2 separate regions of the Sus scrofa genome follow, and region 2 is linked to region 1. A link is a contact called in public Hi-C data. All regions are on one chromosome and are shown on one strand. Each heading gives the region's core, a stretch centred on a gene start, on an enhancer-like site or on the middle of the called end of the contact. The rest is flanking DNA. Distances are from core to core; before and after follow the strand shown. Region 1 has its middle 110 kb from the start of FAM20A. Region 2 overlaps FAM20A (pseudokinase FAM20A).

Region 1 (6,424 bases), core at 2,711-5,210:
CCTTGAATAGACAAAAAGACCAAAAAAAAAAGAAAGGGAATGTATATATATGACTGGGTCACTTTGCTGTACAGCAGAAATTGGCAGCCTTGCAAATCAACTATTCTTTAATGAAAACAAATAAAAAATAAATTAAAAACAATTTTACAAAGAAAAAAAATGATTACGCACCATGCCCCAGAAACCTATTCTCCTCTTTCTGGATTTTTTAAGCACGTTACGATTGCACTAAGAGTCAAAAACGGTCTTGGAGGTGGAGACTTGTCAAATGCTACTGGGAGCAGAGGGTCCATCTCCTTTCTCCTAAGAAGCTCAATCTAATCTTCCAGAAGGAAGTGCTCATTTCAATAAAACTCAGAGAGAAATTGCACTTTCGGTTTCATGCAAGAATGCTGGACCTGATCGTCCCAATGTTTTTCCACTCCGCTATAGAAAAATCTAGATGCAATCAAGGAGGGGTCCAGGGCGGCTTGTGCCCACGCTGACCAAGGGGTCAGGTGATTTCCGGTCATGAGCTGCTACTGGCATGCAACATGACCAAGTCAGAAATTTGACAGGTGCAAGTAAAGAGGCCAAGGTGACATTCAAAAACTTTATCTTGGACTCCCCATGAGGAAGACTCACTGGTCTGTGACTTGGGAAGTCCTGCCATGTTGTGTATTTAAGATACTTTTAGGCTTTTCTGGAAAAGTTCCTGCCAATCTGACTGAGTTCCCATCTGTCTCCAGGAATGTGGGCAACTCCAAACACCCTAAAGGGTGTGCTCATTAAACCCAGGATGGCCTTGCCAGCCTTGCTGGCTTTTTTCTTTATCCGGCCATGCCTAAGGGGAAGAGAAGCATCTCCAGGGAGTTAGACCCGAAGCATTTGCAGTGCTCGGGGTGCCCTGTTGCTTTTCTCTTTAGGATCCTGGAAGAAACAAGAAAACAAACCAAAAACCAAAAACACAGGCTCGGAAAGCCCAGGGGGTGTTCTGGGACGAATAAATTTTCCGTTTCATTCCCCCTAAAGTGCTGACTCTCCAAGAGTTCCAGATGGTTCCTGATACTGGGACACCAGAGTTCCTTCTCGCCCAGTTATTCTCCTTCAGACTTGGACTCTTAACACTTGGCTGGCATCGGGGATGAGTCAGGCATCGCACAGAGGGTAAGAGGAGTCCCATCCAAGAGTAGGGCACTGCAGCGCTTTCCCTAAATGAAAATCGTGGTGGTTGCTGGGCCCTGTGAGAATCTGAATTCCCAACTCTCACTATGAAGATCCTCCTGCTCCGTCTTAGAGCTTTCAGTCTTTTCTCACTACCTGCCTGCTTTCATTTCCTGACCCAGTCTTTTCCTTGTTTTGCTTTTTAGGGCCGCACCTGCGGCATATGGAAGTTCCCAGGCTAAGGGTGGAATCGGAGCTGCAGCTGCCAGCCTACACCACAGCCACAGCAATGCCAGATCTGAGCCAAATCTAAGACGTATGCCGCAGCTTGCGGCAATGCTGGATCCTTAACCCACTGAGCAAGGTCAGGGATTGAACCCCCATCCGTAAGGGTTTGTGAGCTGCTGAGCCACAGCGGGAACTTCTGACCCTTAATGCACAACCCCCAACCCCAGCGCAGGCAAACTAAGGAAACAAATTCTAGCAACAGTCAAGTGTATCATTGATGATTTCTCCTTCCCAGCGGACATTTATGGTCAATACAGAACCTAAGGTTTTCTTCATTTCTGCCCTCCTTGGATGTAGCTTCTTTGCCTTATTGATGTGTTTGAAATATTTACAAAATAAAAATAAAAGTTTAGGCGAGGAGAAATAGCGCCCTCTGCAGGGCAAATGAATCTCGGACTTTTATAGACGATTGTTTCCAAGCAAAGAATGTCTTTTTTTTTTTTTTTAATGGAGCAGGCATGCTTTTCTTCTTTTATATTGAGGTTAATGCTGCTGGTGGGCAATACTGTTTCTCCCAATTCATTCAATCCGCATCACAATCTTGTAAGGAAATTGAGGCGGGCACTTAGAGAACTGGCCAGGGCCTCCTGGCCCATCATTTCCAAAGAACAGTAGGTCTCTTTGGGCCCAAACCCATGCTTTTTCACTCCATCTTCCAAAGTGGACACTACAAAGAGTCATGCAGGAGGCACACTGTGACTGGGGGGGGGGGGGAAGCACTGTGTTTTTGCAGCCCTGCTTCTAAATTAGGGTCTATAATTGGCAGTTGATAAAAACTGCACTATAACAAGACTCTCTACCTCTGCTCTTACTCTCCTTCAAGCAATTCAGATAAGCCCTTTCCAAGGAATCTTGCTACAACAAGTCTGTGCTTCTCATAAGCCATAGAATTCAAGCCAAGCCGCTTGACCTCAAATCATGAAGCCCTCTGCATTCTGGCATAAACCTAACACTCCTGGCGTCACTTCCCAAACTCCCAGCCCCACCACTAAGGCAAATGGGAATCTTGCCATTCGCTAAGCGTGCAGTTACACCTTTCTGGCTTTAAGCAAATGCCAAGTATCCTCTTCTTTGCCCTCTTCCCTTCCGTTTCTTTTCAGGATGACTTCAGATACCAAGGGTCCATTCTTGTGGTCCCTGGAACCCTGGAGTCAGATTCCATTCACCCCAGCTCTGCCACCTACCAGCTGGGTGACACTGGACAAATCACATAACCTCTCTGGGGTTCACTGTCCTCAGCTATAACATGAGGATCATATTAGTACCTGCCTCAAAGAGTTGTTGTGAGGATGAAATAAATTACTACATGATACTTAAAACAGTATCTGACACTCTCTACATTTAACTGTTATCAAAAATTTCATCATCTTCATCATCAATTGCTGCTCAGAATTTCTTTGCATCTTTTAGGACCTTAGTGTGTTTGGTGAAAATGTGTCTATTCCATTGTGTGGGGTTTCCTTTCAATATTTTATGTTTCTGTTTTATCGCCCATAGAAAATATTGTATCTGTTTTTATAGATCCTATAGAAATTCAAACAGAATAAGCCTGGATAAGACAGAATCTGCAAAGTTGGTTTCTCCCACGGTGGGCGGCAGAATCTTGACTCAAATGCTACTATAAGCTTGTATTGAGCTAAGGTTTTTGAGCACATGCTTTGCGCCAGGAACTGGGCTAAGTACCCTACTTATAGTTTCTCATTCAATGATCACAATAACCCTATGAGGTGCTGTAATTATACCCATTTTGTAGATAGGAAAACTGAGTCTTGGGGAAGTAGGCTGCACACAGACAAAAAAGTGTCACAGACAATTAAGACACCCATGGAAGTGCCTTCGCAGTTAAAGGCGCAAATACTGCAATCGACTCTGACCTGCCATGCACGAGTTCTCGCGTGAACTCCTGACGCTCCTCTTTAAGACACTAGTCAGACCCCCGGCCAAGAACCTCTGTTTTAGGATCTTCCTTATGTTGCTTCTCCTTATACTCATTCCCTTGGTAACTTTATCTAGGCTCATTTTAAATTTTTATTTATTTATTTATTTTCTTTTTAGGGCCACGCCTGCGGCATGTGGATGTCTGGAGGCTGGGGGTCCAACAGGAGCGGCTGCTGCCGGCCTTCGCCACAGCCACAGCAACCCCAGATCTGAGCTGCATCTGCACCTACACCGCATCTTGTGGCCATGCTGGACCCTTAACCCACTGAGCGAGACCAGGGATCAAACCCACATTCTCATGAAGATTACGTTGAGTTCTTAACTGGCTGAGCCACAAGGGGAGCTCCGATTTCCTTGCTTATAATGCTTACTCTTGGCCTCCTTCTGCTGTAGCATAAGTTCCATGAGGACAAGGATTTTTATATTTCCTATTCCTTGATAAATCCCCCACACAAGAACAGTATTTAACAGAAGCAGATGCTCAATTAATACGGAATGAATAAATAAATCATCAGAGCTGAGATTCAATCCGGGCTGGTCTTAGCAACTATCACTGTGGCGCCCTCTACAGAGGAGACTCGCACAGTCCCTCTGATGTACGGCTAGACTAGAAACCAACATCCCGAAGCCGACATTCCTCGGTAAGAGCATCCTCCATCCACCGACTGTCTTCGCTTAGACATCACAACCGATTTCTTGACGGTATCATCTGGTTCATATTAGGATAGTATGAGGCAGAGAACAGAAACAGGTAAAGCAAGCAGAGTCAGAGGCTGGGCTGGGGGACAATGTGGAGAGAAGGCAAGAGGCACAACAGGGACAAGTCACCAGCGCAGCCCACCTGGCAAGAAGCCCCAGGAAAGAAAGCTTCAAATCGTTTCACCCTGTTTTCTCCGCTGTGTAGAAACGGCTCAAGGATCTGATCTGTTTTGGGACTTGGGGTTAAATTCAAGTCTCGAGGGAGGACGTCATTAACCAGGAGCCCCAAAATGATGATGGAAATCAAAATGGCGAGTTAGAATTTAAGATTTCTAGCGAGTCCTGAGACTCCCATGGCACTGCTGCTTGTTGCAAACGAGAATCAGGTCTCTCCGTGGGCTCCATTTCAGAACAGCTTTTCAAGTAGAGGCTGCAGTACTCGAATGCAACTTAAGGTGGCGCTCTTGCTCTACTCAAAGGAATCAGGCTTCTCTGCTGCGGGCCACGCCTCACAGGTTTTTTAATTCCAAGAAACTCCAGTGACTCAGCCAAGGGAGGAGGAAGCATAAAATATAGACGAAGGATACTGCCTAATGCCCAGTGTACACAAGCTTGCCATCACCACCACCGACACCGAAAATTACTTTTTAGATGTATCCTTTCTTGGGCATCCCATCTTTTTGGTAGGATTTAGCACACACTAGGCAAATAACCACTGGAGCAGTGCCCTAAAACTGCCAGTGTGTAGGAAAAGCCCTAAGAGGGTACCATATGGGTTGAAGGTACCATTTTGTCTTGTTTCTGCCTGCTCCAGCAGAAAGGCCACCTCTCACGGTTTAGGGTTCCTTTCTTTTCAAGTCTTCAGGGCTGTCTTTTGGGGAGGTGAGCCATGATAGCCCCAGGGCAGGGCCTTGGTGCCAGCTTGCGTGTTTGTACATACAGGGCGTGACTCACACGGATTGCACAGGACTTCAGCTGCCCGCAGTTCTGCGGGAACAGAGTCTGTCTGTGCCTGCTGGGCAAACCCCTCAGTTAATCCTGCTGGTGGCCAAGACCATACCCTGTCATTAGGCCATGTATTTGACCACAGAGCTCAAAACATTTTAACGGCATGGGCTTGCTTAATCCTTGTCATCTTCGCCAAGTCTCTGATGCCCTTACATTTCAGGTTTCTGCTTTGCTTTGCGTATGGGGAAACCAGGCCAGAAACGTTGAGCGACCCTGCAGAGGTCATCCCAGGATTCAGAATTAGAATCATGGACACTTGACCTTTAATCAGAGGTGCTGACTTTCCAAATCTCTGCCTTCTTCCTCCCTACAACCCAATTCCCCCCCCCCCCCCCGCCAACAATCCTTTCCTTGTAGATATGGCATTGGTTTGGTTTATTCTTAGAGCATACACGGTCCCACAAGGACACAAATCCATGTCGGATTCTGTAGTTTTAAGCAGAGGCAACAATGTAGAGTTACTGGTATAACCCAAGAGTATGCAGAATCACCTACTTTTCACACTGGAGCCTGACTGCAGAAATAAACACACCGTCTCCTTCTTAGAGATACACAATTCGGCACGGCAGACTAGGAGCCCTGAGACATCCTGTAGGAAATAAATGGTTTAACTCCTTTAACCACATGTTTTCCAAACTTACTGAAACATACATGACTTTTTCCCGGAGTATCTCTCGATTTGCATCATTGGGGTCATCGTCCTTGGAAGAGCCTTTTGGAAATGCTGAATAATAGTATAATCCCTCTGTGTAGCCTAGGGTTGGGTGTGTAGGCAAAGACCTCCACTCGTGGTCCACCTTGCCATGCTGGGGAATTCCAGAGTTCACAGCATTAGTCTTAGAGTGAGTGGGATTTTTGTGGTCACCCACAGCATCCTGATAGTTGACAAAAGCCAAGTCCCATGGCAGTTTTCCGAGCCTGAGATTATAAAACAGAGAGTAGATTAAAAGCTGCTCTCTTCTTCTTTTTTTTTTTTTTTTTTGGCCATGCCTGCAGCATGTGGAAATTCCCAGGCTAGCCGATCAAATCGGAGCTGCAGCTGCTAGCTTATGCCACAGCCATAGCAACGCAGGATCCCAGCCGCCTCTGTGACCTTGTGGCAACCCCAGATCCTTGACCCACTGAGCGAAGCCTGGGATCGAACCTGGAGCCTCACGGACAATATGTCAAGTTCTTAACCTACTAAACCACGGTAGGAGCATCCGCTCTTTCCTACTTCTGATGGGCCCTTTCCCATCCTTTCCAACTCACACAGGCATCTCCACTCAAGGTCACCTTGAGCCCTGTCAGCTATTCCGCCACTGGCATCAGTGGATACCTCCCCTTCCCGATTGTTTGAAAGTGTCCT
Region 2 (6,424 bases), core at 1,198-3,697, 150 kb after region 1:
TTAATTTAAAAAAAAAAGGAAAAAAATCAGTGAGTATAGGTTGAGATTAGATTTGCCTAAGAATAAAAGATTTAAAAAGAAAAAAAAATGACTGTTTCATTTTCTCCCCCCAACATGCCTATATTTATTTTAATATATATTTTTTTCTTTTTACGGCCACACCTGTGGCCTATGGAGGTTCCCAGGCCAGGGGTCAAATCCGAGATGCAGCTGCCAGCCTATACCACAGCCACAGCAACTCAGGATCCTAGTCGCATCTGCGACCTAGACCACAGCTCGTGGCAATGTGGGATCCTTAAGCCACTGAGCAAGGCCAGGGATTGAACCCGCATCCTCATGGATACTAGTTGGGTTCATTATTGCTGGGCCACAAAGGGAACTCCTGAAAGTAATTTTTGAAACTATTCACCAGTGAGGAGATTGGACACGGCAAGAGTATTGACCACATCTGTGCTGTTATTCACCCCATCCCAGACCTCCCAGGTAGGTGTCACAGTCTGAGACCTATGATGCAATGAACACCCAAACTCTGCCCCTATCCTCGCACCTGCCGTCACAATCACCATAGCCTAACTTGACTTGCTTTCCACATCCGAAGGCTTCCAGCTTTTCACTCCACCATCTCGTTATTCAACCTTCCTCTCTAATCCTTTGATGTCCCTGTCCCTTGCCTGCCTCTCATAGTGTTCATGTTGTCCCCTGTCCAAGAACACACTTCAATCCAAACGCCACCTTTCGGAATCCAGCTGAAATCCACTTTCTCCCATTGGAGTCTTCCTCATATAATCTGACTACTTCACCATATAATCATCTTTCTCTTCTCCAAATTGCTGAGACATTTTCATTGGAACATATGTCTAGCAATTGATTCACAATTGCCATATATTTTGCTCTGATTATTCCAAAGACATACAACTTGTACCCCAAACTAGACTCTGAGCCTCTATGTGGCCGTGGAATTTTGTTTGTTTGTTTGTTTTTACTTTTTTCTTTTTACCCCTGCCGAAAAGATTCCTGAGCCGGACAAACAGTACATGGCAAATGAATTCTTCTTTTCTTATGTGACATATTAATTAATCTCAGTCAGCTTCCAGTTCTATTTAAAGATCCTGACCCTCCTTCTTTTCATTCTTACCAGTTCCCTTCTCTCTCCGATCTCCTGACTCCGTAGGTCAGGAAATACTGGGAAATACAAGATAGGGACGTTTTCACAGGCAGGTGCCCAGAGAAGCCCAGGACCACTCCCTGAGATCTCAGATAACACGAGGCACCTCATTTTGCTCTTAACTGTGTGTGCTTTTCCTTCACAGTGTTTGTCATGGTTTGTGGTTAGGTATCTGTGCACGTGTGTGTGGCATCGTGTAACTGCCTGTCTGGCTCACTAGATTGTAAGCTCTCAGAGGGCAAAGAGGGCATGTGGCTGCGTTGCCCCCTGTGGTATCCTAGGCACAGCATCAAGCCTGGTACATGTGAGGTATTTCATACTCTCCTTGAAAGAATAACGGAGAGTCTGAACAAGGCGCTCTGGCAGGTCCCTCTGTTCCTGTTCCCCCGACTTAAGAAATCTCTTCCTTCTCTTTCAGACGACACAAGATATATAAAGAGCAGCTGAACCTCACTTCCCTGGACCCCCCAGTGCAGTTCCGACTGGAGGCCAGCTGGGTCCAGTTCCACCTGGGAATCAACCGCCATGGACTCTACTCCCGGTCCAGTCCCGTCGTCAGCAAACTTCTCCACGACATGAGGCACTTTCCCACCATCAGTGCTGGTGAGGGTCCCAGGACCAGGCGGGATGGTTTGACTGTCTCCCAGAGAGGCTGGCTAAACCATCTCAGGCTGGACTCCCGGGGGTGGGGGGGGGGAGAGTAAAGGGTTAATCTGACACCCAACAGAATAAGAAGAAAAACGTAGGCATTGATCTTTTCCCCTTTGAAGGAGATTTTAACCACGATCTCATCACGACCCCATAAGGGAGGCATAAGGAGGTGTTCTGTAGCTTAGGGAAAGGGGGTGCTGCCATTCATCAAGTGCTTCTTCAGAACCAGGCAACCCTTTCTTATACAGTGACCCGAGCCATCATCATTGCCATTTTACAGATGGGAAAACTGAGACTCCGAGGGTTTAAGCAACTGGCCGAGGAGCCAATGGTGGCCTGCTGTCTCTAGGTTTGTGCTCTTGAGCACTACGAGAGTCTAAGGGACACACAGAGTGATTCGTAGACACCAACCTAGCATCGATTTCCCAACCAGAGGCTGCTGGAGTGTCCACTGAAAGGCTAGAGGGCATGGGTCCTGGATGGAGCAGCGTGGGAGCCTGCAGACCAGAATGGGGCTCGGGGAGATCCCCTACTGAAGGGTCCAGGGCCCCAGGCTGCCTCACAGCCTCTCTTGGTGTCCGAACCCCAGTCAAGGGCTTTCCGAGGAGCCGGGCTCGACCTTCTCCCTGCTCTTCTCCTCCTTCTCAGATTACAGTCAGGACGAGAAAGCCTTGCTTGGAGCCTGTGACTGCACCCAGAGTAAGTACTCTGGCCCCGCCCAGCCCCTCCCCGGCCCGCCCCCGGCCCGGCCCGGAGCCCGCCCATGCCCCGCCCCTTGGCCCCCGCCTCCACCCACCCCCTCACCATCCCTGCCCTGCAATCCCCAGTACCCGGCATCGACGTGAAGGTCCCGTTGGCCACTCCGTGGGGATCCTGGTCTCCTGGAGGAGAATTGAAAAGCATGACTCCCTCTGCCTAGTCAGTGGGAACCCAACGTTTCTCCCCACCACCTACCTGCACAAAAGAAAAGTCGTTTAAGGGGAGCTCTTGTGTGGGACCCTGCTGCTGCGCGTGGGGTCGCGCGTGGGGTCCCACGGCCCAGCATCATTGGCACCATCGAGGCGCTCCTTAGAAATGTAGAATCCCAGTCCCCACCCTGATTTTCTGAATCAGCAGCTGGATTTTAACAAAATCCTCAAGACGTTGGAGCGCGTCTTCGATTTAAGAAGCAGTGGCACAGGTGTTCTCAGCTCCGCAGCAGGTTAGAGCAGGTTAGAGTCACATGGGGAGCTTTAAAAAGTGCTGCGGCCTTGGCCACCACCTCAGGAGGTTTGAATTCAATTGCCTAGGGTGAGGCTCAGCCATTGGCATTTTAAAAACCCTCCAGGCGATTCTCCCAAAACCAAGGTTGAGACCCACTGGGTTAAAAGATTAACAGAGTAAAATAGCTATAGCACAGTCCCCGCCCAGGGTGACTTGGACACTGAGTCTGTCCCTCGGCCCCTGCCAGTCACTGCCAGCTGTGAGTGGCCTCAGCCATTTGCCTCAGCATACTGAACACAGGTCGGAAATTTTGTGTGTCATGACTTGTTGAAAGATGCAAGCTTGTAGGGCCTGGGGTTTCCCTTTTCTTTGGTTTAGCTCCTGCCTTTTGCCGTTTTATAGAAGGCAAAGGTGAGCGAGGCATTGTGCCAGCCTTCACGTGGCTTATGGCAGGGCCAGGACAGGGCCAGGCCAGTGAGGGGCCCGGGACACATGTCGGGAGGCAACACCCCCTGTCAGGGTCGCCCAAAGAGCAGGTGTCCAGTTTTAAATAGGAAGAGGTATCAATGAACGAGTCTAATGTGATGTCACGTAGTCAGAATCTCTAAGGCGCGGTTGAAGCACAGCGAGGAGAGGTTTGTTCTTAGGAAAACATCCTTTGGGATTTTCAGGGCGTGTCCCTTGGAGATACCTGCATTGTTTGCCCCTTTCCCCTAATAGCACAAAAGGTATTATCTTGAGCCCCTGGACACATCCTCCAGGGCCCGACACGATGGAATGTACACTGCGGGCTTTGAAAGGAAAGCCTCGACTTTAGGGTCTCAAGTAAGAGCCAAGAGAAGACATGAGCTGGGTTTATTGAATGAACCCAGGGTCAGAACCCCCGGCTTGGGCCCAGAAGCCTCGTTAACTCCCCCTTCTCCCCCTACAGTCGTGAAACCCAGTGGGGTCCACCTCAAACTGGTCCTGAGGTTCTCGGACTTCGGGAAGGCCATGTTCAAACCCATGAGGTAAGGGACTGCCTTCCTCCCTCCATCTGCGCCCAGCTGCGCCTGCGCGGGGGAGTCGTGCCCAAACATTAATAAAGCGGTCTAAGTCTTTAAGCCAGTCCTTTACAGACTCTCTCTCGGGCGATCTGCCCAGGCGTGTAACGGCTTGGTTGATAATAATTACAAATGGTAAGAGCCAGGTCTTTGCTGGTAAGCCTACATATTTGGCATGAATTGTGTCTCTGGATTATGCACCATGAGTCAGGTCCTGTGTCTACAGATGAGGAACTGAGGCTGGGGGAGGTCAGCTCGCTGCTGCCTCCCAGCGGCAAGCAGTGGAGCCGGGATTCAAACGCAGGCAGCTGGATCGCTAAATTCACACTCTACCGCATGGTTGAGCCTCACTTTTGTCCAAGGTGGGACCCTCAAAAAGTATCCTAGTATCTTCATAATACTGTTTGTTCTGATTGAAAAACTAGACAATGAAGAAAGGCTACTCGGAAGTCAGTTGCGCTTTTTGTTTGTTTGTTTGTTTGTCTTTATAGGTCTGCACCTACCGCATATGAAGTTCCCAGGCTAAGGAGTAGAATCGGAGCTGCACTTGCCAGTCTACACCGCAGCCACAGCAACAAAGGATCTGAGCCACATCTGTGACCTACACCACAGCTCACAACAACGCCAGATCCTTAACCCACGGAGCAAGGCCAGGGATGGAACCCCCGTCCTCATGGGTACTGGTCGGACTCTTTACACTAAGCCACGACAGGAACGTCATCAATCACAATTCTAAGTTCTATTTTATTCATAACAACAGCAACTATAGGCCCTTAACATTTTGTAGTGTATGCACATGGGTGAAATAATACGTGTTCAGTCTTTGGACAGAGATGAGTTTGCATATGGATTCCTGGCCCCCACACGGTCTATGGCCCATAGGTGTGCGTGTCCTGAATCAGGAATGGTCCCCTGGAGATGACACACCCCAGAGAAAATGACCCGGGAAGGGTTCCTGTTACCCGAGTCATGCTTTCTGCCAGAATGCACTGGCTTCTGGTGGAATCCCATCAGGGTGACTTAGGTTCCAAACCTCCCATCAACAGAGACGCCTATTGAAAGCCCAGCAGGTGGCTCTGGTGGTGGAGTGAGCACTGCTGGATAAGGCATCTTAGTCTCTGCACTGTGGCAAAAGCACTTATCAAATACTAAGCGCTTATACACTTAGGCTTGTAAAGTACTAAGGAGAGCTTTGTAAGACATCAGCTGCACATTGGAATGACTCGAAGAGCCTTACAAAAAATCCTGATGCCCCAGTCCCACCCTCAGAGTCCAGTAGGACTGGTCTCAGGGCTCCCTTGTGATCTCAATGCCCAGTCAGCCTTAAAACCACTGCTGTGGATGGAGTTCCCGTCGGGGCTCAGTGGTTAACGAATCCGACTAGAAACCATGAGGTTGTGGGTCCGATCCCTGGCCTTGCTCAGGGGGTTGAGGATCCGGCATTGACGTGAGCTGTGGTGTAGGTCATAGATGCGGCTCGGATCCCACGTTGCTGTGACTCTGGCGTAGGCTGGCGGCTGCAGCTCCAATTGGACCCCTAGCCTGGGAACCTCCATATGCCACGGGAGCAGCCCTAGAAAAGGCATAAAGACAAAAAAAAACAAAAAACAAAAAAAACAAAAAAAAACACTGCCATGGAGTTCCCTGGTGGCTCAAGGGGTTAAGGATCCAGTGCTGTCAAGGGTGCAAGCCCCAAAAAAAGAAAAAAGAAAACCCACTGCCATATAAGGAGATCCTCCATTTTTCCATGGAAAATCCAAAACCTGAGTTCGTTGGTCAATTTAAATATGTACCTTTTCAGGAGTTCCCATTGTGGTTCAGCAGGTTAAGAACTGACTAGTATCCATGAGGATGCCGGTTGATCACTGGCCTCCCTCATTGTTAAGCGCCAGCATTGCTGTAAGCTGCAGTGTAGGCTGCAGATGCAGCTCAGGTCCCGAGTTGCTGTGGTTGTGGCGTAGGCCTGGAGCTACAGCTCCAATTCAACCCCTAGGCTGGGAACTTCCATATGCCAGGAGTACGGCCCTAAAAAGACACCTCCTCCCCCCAAAGATACATATATATAACTTTTCATAGATGTACATGAAATGAGGGCATGTCTGCCTATTTAATTTACCGATGGGAAAAAAACCTCATCATATGAAACAACACGGAGATCTGGAAATACTGCTTTGTTTCCCCCCGTCTCACATGTCACTTGCCCCCAGTTTTTGCCATTGGTCCTGATCATCAGTAGAGTCAAGTTTAGCGTCAACGTTAAACCAGTGTTGGAGTTCCCATCATGGCGCAGTGGTTAACGAATCCGACTAAGAACCATGAGGTTGCAGGTTCGATCCCTGGCCTTGCTCAGTGGGTTAAGGAT

Evidence for each region. Hi-C and Micro-C count contacts between places; a contact is called where the count stands out from the background.
Region 2: a Hi-C map of retroperitoneal adipose tissue shows a contact between it and region 1, with 2.3 times the contacts expected there. The contact joins two enhancer-like sites. A contact is called at or near these places in 17 of 47 Hi-C or Micro-C datasets (alveolar macrophages, blood, embryonic fibroblasts and 10 more) and 2 of 2 datasets of contacts at active chromatin or transcription factors (alveolar macrophages and skeletal muscle).

The regions. Positions count from the first base shown.
Region 1 is chr12:11,493,556-11,499,979 of Sscrofa11.1, forward strand. No RefSeq gene overlaps it. Among named protein-coding and RNA genes, the nearest start is that of FAM20A, 110 kb to the right of the region's middle. Within about 2 kb of position 3,961, at least 25 of the 83 cell types and tissues checked have an H3K27ac peak or open chromatin away from gene starts, as enhancers often do. A contact at or near this core is called in retroperitoneal adipose tissue and subcutaneous adipose tissue, where this site is marked.
Region 2 is chr12:11,642,109-11,648,532 of Sscrofa11.1, forward strand. It overlaps FAM20A (pseudokinase FAM20A), which reads left to right. Exons shown (of 11, transcript XM_021066715.1): 2 at 1,584-1,768; 3 at 2,465-2,515; 4 at 3,951-4,029. Among named protein-coding and RNA genes, the nearest start is that of PRKAR1A, 35 kb to the right of the region's middle. Within about 2 kb of position 2,448, at least 13 of the 83 cell types and tissues checked have an H3K27ac peak or open chromatin away from gene starts, as enhancers often do. A contact at or near this core is called in retroperitoneal adipose tissue and subcutaneous adipose tissue, where this site is marked.